3 separate regions of the Mus musculus genome follow, and all the other regions are linked to region 1. A link is a contact called in public promoter capture Hi-C data. All regions are on one chromosome and are shown on one strand. Each heading gives the region's core, a stretch centred on a gene start, on an enhancer-like site or on the middle of the called end of the contact. The rest is flanking DNA. Distances are from core to core; before and after follow the strand shown.

Region 1 (3,095 bases), core at 197-2,696:
ACAGAGTAGTGGGGATGGCCAGGGGAGACTGTGACAATGACAGGGCTGTTCACTGAATGGTGAAAACGAATCTGATGGAGGTTCAAAAGCAAGGGCATTTCCAGGCAAAAGGAATAGTAAGTTCAAAGGGTCCCACAAGCCTCATATGCTCAAGGTAGCGGAAGAGACGAGCATAGCCATAGTATGAAGAGTATATTTGGTAGGACTGGGAGGCAAGACAAGCAAAGATCTATGGTGGGAGGGGCTCAGCTGACCTGTAGGATGTGATCAATGGCCCCTTGGAGCTTGGTGGCCCCTCCAGTGCCTGGGGAGGCTGTGAGACCCAGGACCTGGGGGAGGGGCTCTGCCTTCTTCAGCTTCTGTTCTAGGTACCGGCTCAAGATGGTGTTGTAGACGGTGTCCTTGTGGGTGTGGTGACACTCGTCCACCACAATCAGCGAGAATTCTGGGGGCACATGAGAGACAGTGGACGGCTGCTGCTGCTGCTTCTTTCTCATAGCACTTTTGTGAAGCCCTCATTTTTCTCTGAAGTTTTCCTCTTCCCTTCCCTACTTTGGGCTGGGTCCCAGACAGGGAGCAGGTAGGAATGAAAGCGAGGCTGGGCTAGAGGAAGGAGGCTTGCTTGCCCAGGAGCACGTCCTGTGAGCAGGTCACGGCTTTCCCCCTCACCTCTGAGCTCTACGTGTTCATCCTCCTCAGAGCTGTTGAGTGCCAACTGTAACAACTCTGCCGTACAGATGAGCAGGTCGTGGCTCCGAGCCATCAGGCCAAAGCCAGCTCGGGATCCCATGTCCCCACTCAGGGTTGTTACAGTCCAGTGTTTATCCAGCATGCGCCTGAACTCCTCGGCGTGCTGGCTCACCAGGTGTACCTAGGAGTGAAGAGTAATGAAGAGAACTTGGATTGGGGTGGGGGGTGGAAAATGGCAGTTGTTGGGAGTTGGGGTGGGGGAAGGTGGGAGGAGCAAGATGTCAGGACCCAGCCATCTCCTGAACCAAGGAGAGGAGACCTGGCAGAGCGGTCGTCTAGAAGAGATGAGCTAAGAGACCCCACTTTGGGAAGGGCAGACCACTCACCCTATTGACCAGTACCACCACCTTGCCTCTGTCTACCGTCTCTAGATGCCTCTTGGCTACAAAGGCAGCTGCCCGGGTCTTCCCAGCACCCGTGGGCAGCCATATAATGATATTCTTGCCCTCCAGAGCAGGTAAGATCACTTCCCACTGGTAGGGTCGCAGCTCCATTCTGGAATGGCAGAGAGATCAGAACACGTACTGTCCCCTTCCTCCCAGCCAGCCCAGTAAGCTTCAGAGGCTGTTCTTAGCCAAGAACTCGTAGATAACTACCTGGAGCCTGCACTGGCCAGGATTAGGATGGGGTTTGGAAATGAATAGCAGCAGACTAGGCTGGTCTCTGCGGAGGTTTCTGGAGCTCTAGAAATGAAACTGAAACAAGGGGAGGAGCCAGCCAGAGCTGGAGCCCAACCCAGCCATCAAAAAAAAAAAAAAAAAAAAAAAAAAATTGAAGACTGGCAAGGGAGATGCTGACAGTCACTGCTCCTGGGTTCCCTATTTCCTCATCTGTTTTCAGTTGGCAGTAACCCTGTCCATCTGGGCTGAGCTTAAGGCCTGGAGGGGCTGACCTTGGCTGCCTGTTTCCTGGACCAGGAGTCAGGAAATAGGCAGGCATTAAGGACAAGCTCTTGCTCTCCCTTTGCAGGGGAGACAGGCTGGAAGTTATTGAAGCAGAGGAGGTGAGGGACGGCAGTCAGCCAGGTCCATCACCCCACTATATATTGCAGGGGTCAGTGGCACCAGTGTAGCCTGAAGTTAGGCTTTCAGGTTAGAAGAGTCAGGACTCGAGAAGCAAAGGTCAGCCTGCTAAGTCTAAAGCCGGACCCCCCCCCCAAAAAACAATCACACAGGGGAAAAAAAAAGCTTTATTGTTCCCTCCGAGGGATTAATGCCAAGGAATGAATGGTCCTCCTGCCCCCAATCCTGGAGGGACAGATAGACAACAGTGTAGGATAAGCCAAGGCCCCTCATGGTTCCTCCAGTCTGGGCTGTTTCCATGTGAAGGCTACTCACTGAATAGTCCTGGCCCTGGGAAACAGGCATGGGGACCAGGCTCAGGATGCTCAGCCTGCATGGCTCTATAAGGACCAACAGTTCATGCCCTGGCCACCAGACATTCTACAACGGGCTGGCCCCAGACCAGACGTCTCCCCAAGGTGGGATGCAAGGAAGGTGGAAAGAGAGCTGCTGGCTTGGGAGTGAGTGCCTGCTGGCCAGAAAGTCTGTAAGATCTGGGGTCCCTGGCTGGAGTTTCTCCAGCTGAGTCCGGGAGAGGGGGCCGGGAGCCCCCAAACGGATCTGAGGAGATGGAGGTGGATGTTGCGGATCCCAGCTGGGGGCTACTTGTCGATGAGCCCTCCCTCTTTGAGCTTGAAGTAGAAGAACTTCTCCAGGGCACTGGCGCAGCGACAGTATTCGCTGTCTGGGGGATTGTACTCCCGGCAGTTGGCGATGACCCGCTGCAGGTCAGCTACGAAGAGCTTCCGGGTCACATAGTAGCGACTGCGCAACCGTTCTGTCATGGTCTTCAGGTCTGGGTCACGAGAGAGAAGGCACATGACTTTAAGAGGTGAAGGGCTGTAACTGGGGCTGCCCACCATGGTACATGCAGACAGGAGTCAGGCTACCCTGTCAAGACTGGGGGCTTAGGCTGGGGAGTGAGTACAAGGGTCCTCACCAATGGGGAAACGGATAACCTCGTAGTAGTCAGGAGCCTCTGACTTCTTCACAGGTTCCATGAAGGGCCAGGCACTGGGGTGTGACTAGAGAGAAGAGAGGAGCTGAGGACAGGCCCAGTGTTCACCGCCCAACCGAAGACCGCCACCCACTTCAGTTACCGACAAGAAGACCTTGGCCTCCCACCTTGATCTGAGCCAGCAGGTTTTTGAGGGTCGTATATAGCTGATCAGGATCCTTAAGCTCCTTGCTGGAAATGACAGATACCGAGGCTGAGGTCTGGGTCCTTCTTGCCCTACTACACAAACACACACACACACAAACACGCACGCACACACGCCTCCA
Region 2 (3,095 bases), core at 272-2,771, 450 kb after region 1:
AGTGCTCAACTGAAAGGTATGCCTCTATCTGGATGTACTTTCTTTCTTTTTCAAATATATATGTATATATATATATATATGTGTGTTTGTGTGTGTTTGTGTGTATTTTCATTTTTAAAAAAAGATTTATTTATTCATTATATGTCTTAAGTACACTGTAGCTGTCTTCAGACACACCAGAAGAGGGTGTCAGATCTTGTTATGGATGGTTGTGAGCCACCATGTGGTTGCTGGGATTTGAACTCAGGACCTTCAGAAGAGCAGTCAGTGCTCTTAACCACTGAGCCATCTCTCCAGCCCCTATATTTTCATTTTTATTGGTTATTTTATTGACATTTCAAATGTTATCCCCCCTCCCAGTTTCCCCTCCACAAACTCCCTATCCCCTTTCCTCTTCCCCCTGCCTCTATGAGGGTGCTCCCCCACCCACCTACCCACTCCTGCCTCAGCACTCTGTCATTCCCCTACCCTGGACCATTGAGCCTCCACAGGACCAAGGGGCTCCCCTCCCATTGATGTATAACAAGGCCATCCTCTGCTACATATCCAGCTATGCCATGGGTCCCCCAATGTGTTCTCTTTGGTTAGTGATTTAGTCCTTGGGAGCTTTGGGGGAGGGGGTTCTGTTTGGTTGATACTGTTGTTCTTCCTATGGGGCTGCAAATCCCTTCAGCCTCCTTCAGTCCTTGCCCTGATTTCTCCACTGGGGTCCCCGAACTTAAACCAGTGTCTGGACGTACTTTCTAATTACATTTATTTATTTATTCCTTGCAGGTTTGCATACTCCAAGAGTACGCATATAGAGAGGTCAAAGGATAATCCAGGAGTTCGTTCTTGATTCCTTATTTCCACCATGAGGACCCTGCAATCAAACTCCGATGTGGTCAGGCTTGGCAGTAAGGGCCTTTATGACACCTGCCAGCCTGAGATGACTTATTTTATTACCCAGGGTCTCACTATGTAGCTCCAGCTGGCCTGATATTCACTAAACAGGATGACCTAGAACTCACAGAGATCTGCCTCCCACTGTCTCCCAAGTGCTGGGGATTAAAGGCACGAGCCACCACACCTGGTCCCAGCTGACAAACTTTGTATTTTTCATAGTGTAAGAATATGAAAATAGCTGAACGCTTTTAATCCCAGCACTCGGGAGGCTGAGGTAGGCAGATCTATGAGTTTGAGGCAGTCTGGTCTATAGAGTGAGTTCCAGGACAGACAAGGCTACACAGAGAAACCTGTCTTGAAAAACCAAAAAGAAAAAAAAAAAAAGAATATATGTAAACACACATACATGTACACCCACATATAGTAGCACTTCCCTTGCATGCTCACTTGAAAAGAGTTGGCTTAAATGTAGCCCCTCAATTTAGCATATCCGGCAGGTGTAGGCAGGTGACTCCCACACTTGGTGCATCCACCTGGCCACTTCTCCCTTCCCTCCCCCACACCCCTGGGGATCCTCGGCTGGCCAAATGTTACCGTGCGCAAGCGCACATAGTGACAGGAAGCGTGGCCTCGCTCTGCGCCTGTGCTGAATTCCAGCTGCAATTGCTAAGAGAGAAAATGATGCCCAGGATGGGCTCTGCCGCCCGCCGGCTGCGGAGAGGCCCACACTGCACACGCGCAGACCCAGCGCCCGCGTCAAAACATCAGTCGACAGCGCGTTCCCCATGTCCTGCGCCTCCGGCTGGCAGGAGTTCCTCTCAGTCGTGACCCCCGCCGCCAGGCCGGGGCGGACGAGCTAGGTCTGATCGGCGATGCCCCGGGAGATCATCACCCTGCAGCTGGGCCAGTGCGGCAACCAGAGTGAGCAAGCGACCACGGTGCCCCGCTTCTATCCCTCTGGTTCAATCCCTCAGGCTGCACTCAAGTGCCTGGTACCCATCAATCCCCTTTGTCCTTCCCATGATCCACCTTTTCTATTGCGCATGATGATCCAGGCAAGAGCTGCCTCCTTAGCCCTGGGCTGTGACAACTTCCAGACCCAGGTGTCTTGGGTCACCTTCTGGAATGTAATAGCCTCTGAGCCTGGGCTCCTCAGGCCTTAAAGCTGTAGCAGACTTGGGCCTCTTCCTCCTCCCCCAGTTGGGTTCGAGTTCTGGAAACAGCTGTGTGCTGAACATGGAATCAGCCCCGAGGGCATCGTAGAGGAGTTCGCCACCGAGGGCACTGACCGAAAGGATGTCTTTTTCTACCAGGTGCCCCCCGCCCCTCCCCCCCAGTGACTTGACCAGGACCATGGGGACCTGAAGGGACTGGCAGCGCGATCTGGTGCTGGGAAACTCTCTGAGTGGATGGATGGGAACAGAGTGGCTATCTTAAGGGAGGGCCTGCAGGAGCCAGAGTTGGGAGGCTTCAGGACTTGACCCATCCTGGCTTACCTCTGACAGGCAGATGATGAGCACTACATCCCCCGGGCTGTGCTGCTGGACCTGGAGCCCCGGGTGATCCATTCCATCCTCAACTCCTCCTATGCTAAGCTCTACAACCCGGAGAACATCTACCTGTCGGAGCATGGCGGAGGAGCTGGCAACAACTGGGGCAGAGGATTCTCCCAGGTGTCACTCCTAGAGTTCCTTGGTAATCCTAGCCTAGGATAAGGAAAGGCTCAAGCCAGTCTGGGGATCCGTCCAGGTTAGACTTGCAAGAAATAAAGAGACGGGGGCTGGTGAGATGGCTCAGTGGGTAGGAGCACCCGACTGCTCTTCTGAAGGTCCAGAGTTCAAATCCCAGCAACCACATGGTGGCTCACAACCATCCCTAACAAGATCTGACTCCCTCTTCTGGTGTGTCTGAAGACAGCTACAGTGTATTTACATATAATAATAAATAAATCTTTAAAAAAAAAAAAAAAAAAAAAAAAAAAAGAAAGAAATAAAGAGACAAATGGGTATGTTGAGAGGAGGGACTGCTAGGGAAGGTTATGTAAATTTTATGCAAATCGTTCACAAAGTAGCATTTCTGGGTTGAGAGAGATTCTGGTTGGGAAGCTCAGTTTCAGGATGGCAACGGAGACAATGGGTGGAGATCTTGGTGCTGAGAAGAAAGAACCTTTGGTCTGACTTTCCCTTCCCCATGTCTACATACAGGGTGAG
Region 3 (3,095 bases), core at 307-2,806, 330 kb before region 1:
CGTCTTATTATATATTATGTATTTTATATTATATATAATTATATATTAGAGCATATTGCATATATAAATATATAGCATATAATATACTACAGAAAATATAATATATAGTATATACTATATATGCTATATGTAGTATAATATATACTATGTGTATTATATAAATATACTACATATATATAGTATATGCTATAGTATATAGTATAGTATATATAAATATACTACATATATACCATATATATGTATGTTTATGTATATGCATATATGCTTTTGTTTTTCCAGGCAGTATTTCTCTGTATAATAGCCCTGGCTGTCCTGGATTCCCTTTGTAGACCAGGCTGGCCTGAAACTCACAGAGTTGCACCTGCCTCTGCCTCCTGAGTGCTGGGATTAAAGGTGTGCCCAATCTCGCTATAGGTATGTTCGCATGTGTCTCTATATGTGTGTATCGTGGTGACTGTGTTTTGGGGCACGTGTGCACTTGAGTGTATGTTCTTGTGTATGATGATCAGAGGTTGGAGTCACATGTTCCCTTCTGTTGCGTCTCAATTTTTCAGGCAGGGTCTGTCTCTGAACCTGCAGCTCCAGGTCTGGCAAGGCTCACTCCTCCTGTCTCCGCTCCTCCCACGCTGCTCGGGTTAAAAGCTGCTGCAGCACCTGAGTGCTGGGAATCTGATCTCAGCTCCTCGAGGATGCACGGCAAAGCCCCACTGGCAGTCATCTCCCAGCCCCACCAATAATGCTGATTTCTGCCTGCCATGGTAGAATAAGGCACGTTCCTGTGTATTAGTTCAAAGTCTGTCCTACAAACCTATGAGTTCATTCCACTGAAGGTAGGTCAGGATGAGACCTTAACTCTGAAAACTGATAAAAAATATTTTCAAAGGAAAAAAAAAATCTTGGGCTGGGGATGTAGCTTGGGGGTAGAGTTCTTGCCCCTGAGCTTGGCCCTGACTCAATCCCCAGGGCCACAAAGCAAAACAAATGCATCCCATGATTTGTGAGGCCTCACTGCACATGGCAGTATGACATATTAAAGCATTCTTCTATTTTGTTTAAAAGATAAGGTCTTGCTATTAGCCCAGGCTACCCTAGAACTGTCTCTCAATGCCCCAGTCTCAGCCTCCCCAGGGCAATATCACACACTGCCATTCTTTAGATTTTTTTTTTTTTTTTTGGTTTTTCAGGGTTTCTCTGTATAGCCCTGGCTGTCCTGGAACTCACTCTGTAGACCAGGCTGGCCTCAAACTCAGAAATCCACCTGTCTCTGCCTCCCAAGTGCTGGGATTAAAGGCATGCGCCACCAGATTATTTTTAAAGTCAAAGATAACCCAGGCTAGCCTTGAGCTCACTGAGTATATCCAAGGCTGGTCTTGCATGGCTAATCCTCCTGCCTCCGCTCCTCAGAGCTGGAATGAGAAGCATGTACCACCACACCCAGTGGTTTCCTTCAAAACTACTTCCTCACCATTAGACAAAGGGCTTGTTTTTAACAGCTGTGTCTGCAGTAGTTATCTCGGTTCAGTTATGCTAAATGATTTTCCCCAAGAGAGAGTCCCATCTGAATTCCAGGCCAAAGGATAGCTCCCAGACTGCCCTTCCCCCAAGTAGGCGAGACCCAAGACGCTCAGTTTATCCAACCCTCAAGCTGGCCAATTTGACAGTGGAAAATGGCCTCTCACTGGGAGCTAAATTTCATTTCTGTAAATTCCTGGGCCGAGCATTCTGCTTATGAGCCACCTGGGAGCCACTTGTTGACTCTGTGAGCACCACACTGTTAGGACCCAGTGTTAATGAGCTCCGGTGTGCTGAGGCGCTGGCTCCTAGGTTCCATGTTTGTCCCTTTCCTGTTTCTTGAATCTGCAGATGCTCTTCATGTCTGCATGTGGCTGCACTTCAAGAAGGCTCTCGTGATCTAAGTTCGGAAAGCCACTTATCCACCCTTCTCTACACAGACCTAGACTACTCCTGGCCCACACATTCCAAACCCCTCAGCAGCACCTGGGGACAGATCTGCCCATCTGTACCGGACTCACCTGGACAAACAGGGGAATGGTGTTGAGCCGGAAGATCTCCATGCGGTTCATGGGATCCCGGGCGAGGATGTGCAGGGCTCCGGTGCAGCCTTCCACGATCTCCTCCATCCTCACACCATCCGTGTAGGGCTGCTGGGTGCCTGCAGCCACATGGCGCTGGGCGTCCTGGTGGGCCTTGACCAACAGCTGGACGAGGCGGGGAATGACCGCGGCCTCCTGCAGAGGGGCATGGTTGGCTGGGCACAGAGCCAGGTTCCGGATCAGGCCAATAGTTGCCTGGCAAGAAAGGAGGCAGTGATGAGTGGAGGGGCGGGTAGTCCTTAAACATCTGGAGGATCCCTGATCCCCGGCTTTAGGTATTTTGTCCTTCCTGTCATCTCTTCTGAATCTGAGTCCCACTTCAGCAACAACCGCAGAGTCAGGAGCATCCTGGCTACTCCTGGAACGGAACTGGGGGCTTGTGGGCGGGGCTGTAGGCACAGAACTGAAGGAATCTAGAGCTAAGGTTGGGGCTTTAGCTCAGTTAGGACACACAAAGGGTTGGATACCCAGCACCGCACAGAGTGGGTGTGATGGCACAGAACTTACCCCAGCAAGTAGGGAGAGGCTGAGGCAGGAGGATCAAGGCGAACCTTGGCTACAATCTGAGGTTAGCTTGGGATACCTGAGACTGTACTTTTTTTTTTAATAATAATAATAGTAATAAAGGAACTAGATTGCTAAGGTGGGACATGTCTATAGTATTCTCAGCAGTCAGGAGCCTGAGGCAGGAGGATTGAAAGTCTAAGGACAGCCTGGGTTACATCTCAGGGTCCTTGTTTCAAAAAATAGCCAGAGTCAGGAATGGTGACAAACACCTTCAATCCCCCGTACTCGGGAGGCAGAGGCAGAAGAATCTCTGTGAGTTCGAGGCCAGCCTGGTCTACAGAACTCCAGGACCATCAGAGCTATAGAGTGAGACCCTGTCCCCCCAAAACAAAATAAATAAGTGAAGACTCTAAAAATAAATAATAGCTGGGCGGTGGTGGCGCACGACTTTAATCCCAGCACTCTGGAGGCAGA

The links. Promoter capture Hi-C pulls out the DNA fragments that hold promoters and counts their contacts.
Region 2: a promoter capture Hi-C map of the C10 cell line shows a contact between it and region 1, with 3 times the contacts expected there. The contact joins the promoter of Tubg2 here to the promoter of Dhx58 in region 1. A contact is called at or near these places in 3 of 39 promoter capture datasets (the C10 cell line, the HPC-7 cell line and neural stem cells), 1 of 15 datasets of contacts at CTCF or cohesin (large pre-B cells), 1 of 115 datasets of contacts at active chromatin or transcription factors (bone marrow-derived dendritic cells) and 1 of 9 other capture datasets (embryonic stem cells).
Region 3: a contact with region 1 is called in a promoter capture Hi-C map of embryonic stem cells, with 3 times the contacts expected there. The contact joins the enhancer-like site here to the promoter of Dhx58 in region 1. A contact is called at or near these places in 15 of 39 promoter capture datasets (the 3T3-L1 cell line, the C10 cell line, the HPC-7 cell line and 10 more), 6 of 15 datasets of contacts at CTCF or cohesin (the NIH/3T3 cell line, embryonic stem cells, large pre-B cells and 2 more), 90 of 484 Hi-C or Micro-C datasets (B cells, the Ba/F3 cell line, the C2C12 cell line and 45 more), 13 of 115 datasets of contacts at active chromatin or transcription factors (bone marrow-derived dendritic cells, embryonic stem cells, forebrain and 4 more) and 4 of 9 other capture datasets (adipose tissue, embryonic stem cells, liver and 1 more).

What each region holds. Positions count from the first base shown.
Region 1 is chr11:100,702,825-100,705,919 of GRCm38.p6, forward strand. It overlaps Dhx58 (DEXH (Asp-Glu-X-His) box polypeptide 58), which reads right to left and starts at 1,447. Exons shown (of 13, transcript NM_030150.2): 1 at 1,347-1,447; 2 at 1,077-1,245; 3 at 670-871; 4 at 255-445. The coding sequence starts at 1,244. Kat2a (K(lysine) acetyltransferase 2A) reads right to left here. Exons shown (of 18, transcript NM_001038010.2): 16 at 2,937-3,000; 17 at 2,752-2,836; 18 at 1,922-2,607. The coding sequence ends at 2,414.
Region 2 is chr11:101,154,363-101,157,457 of GRCm38.p6, forward strand. It overlaps Tubg2 (tubulin, gamma 2), which reads left to right and starts at 1,522. Exons shown (of 11, transcript NM_134028.2): 1 at 1,522-1,806; 2 at 2,086-2,198; 3 at 2,391-2,558; 4 at 3,090-3,095. The coding sequence starts at 1,758.
Region 3 is chr11:100,374,690-100,377,784 of GRCm38.p6, forward strand. Jup (junction plakoglobin) reads right to left here. Exons shown (of 14, transcript NM_010593.2): 9 at 2,034-2,309. Among named protein-coding and RNA genes, the nearest start is that of Hap1, 20 kb to the left of the region's middle. Within about 2 kb of position 1,557, at least 33 of the 459 cell types and tissues checked have an H3K27ac peak or open chromatin away from gene starts, as enhancers often do. A contact at or near this core is called in the C2C12 cell line, adipose tissue, embryonic stem cells and 2 more, where this site is marked.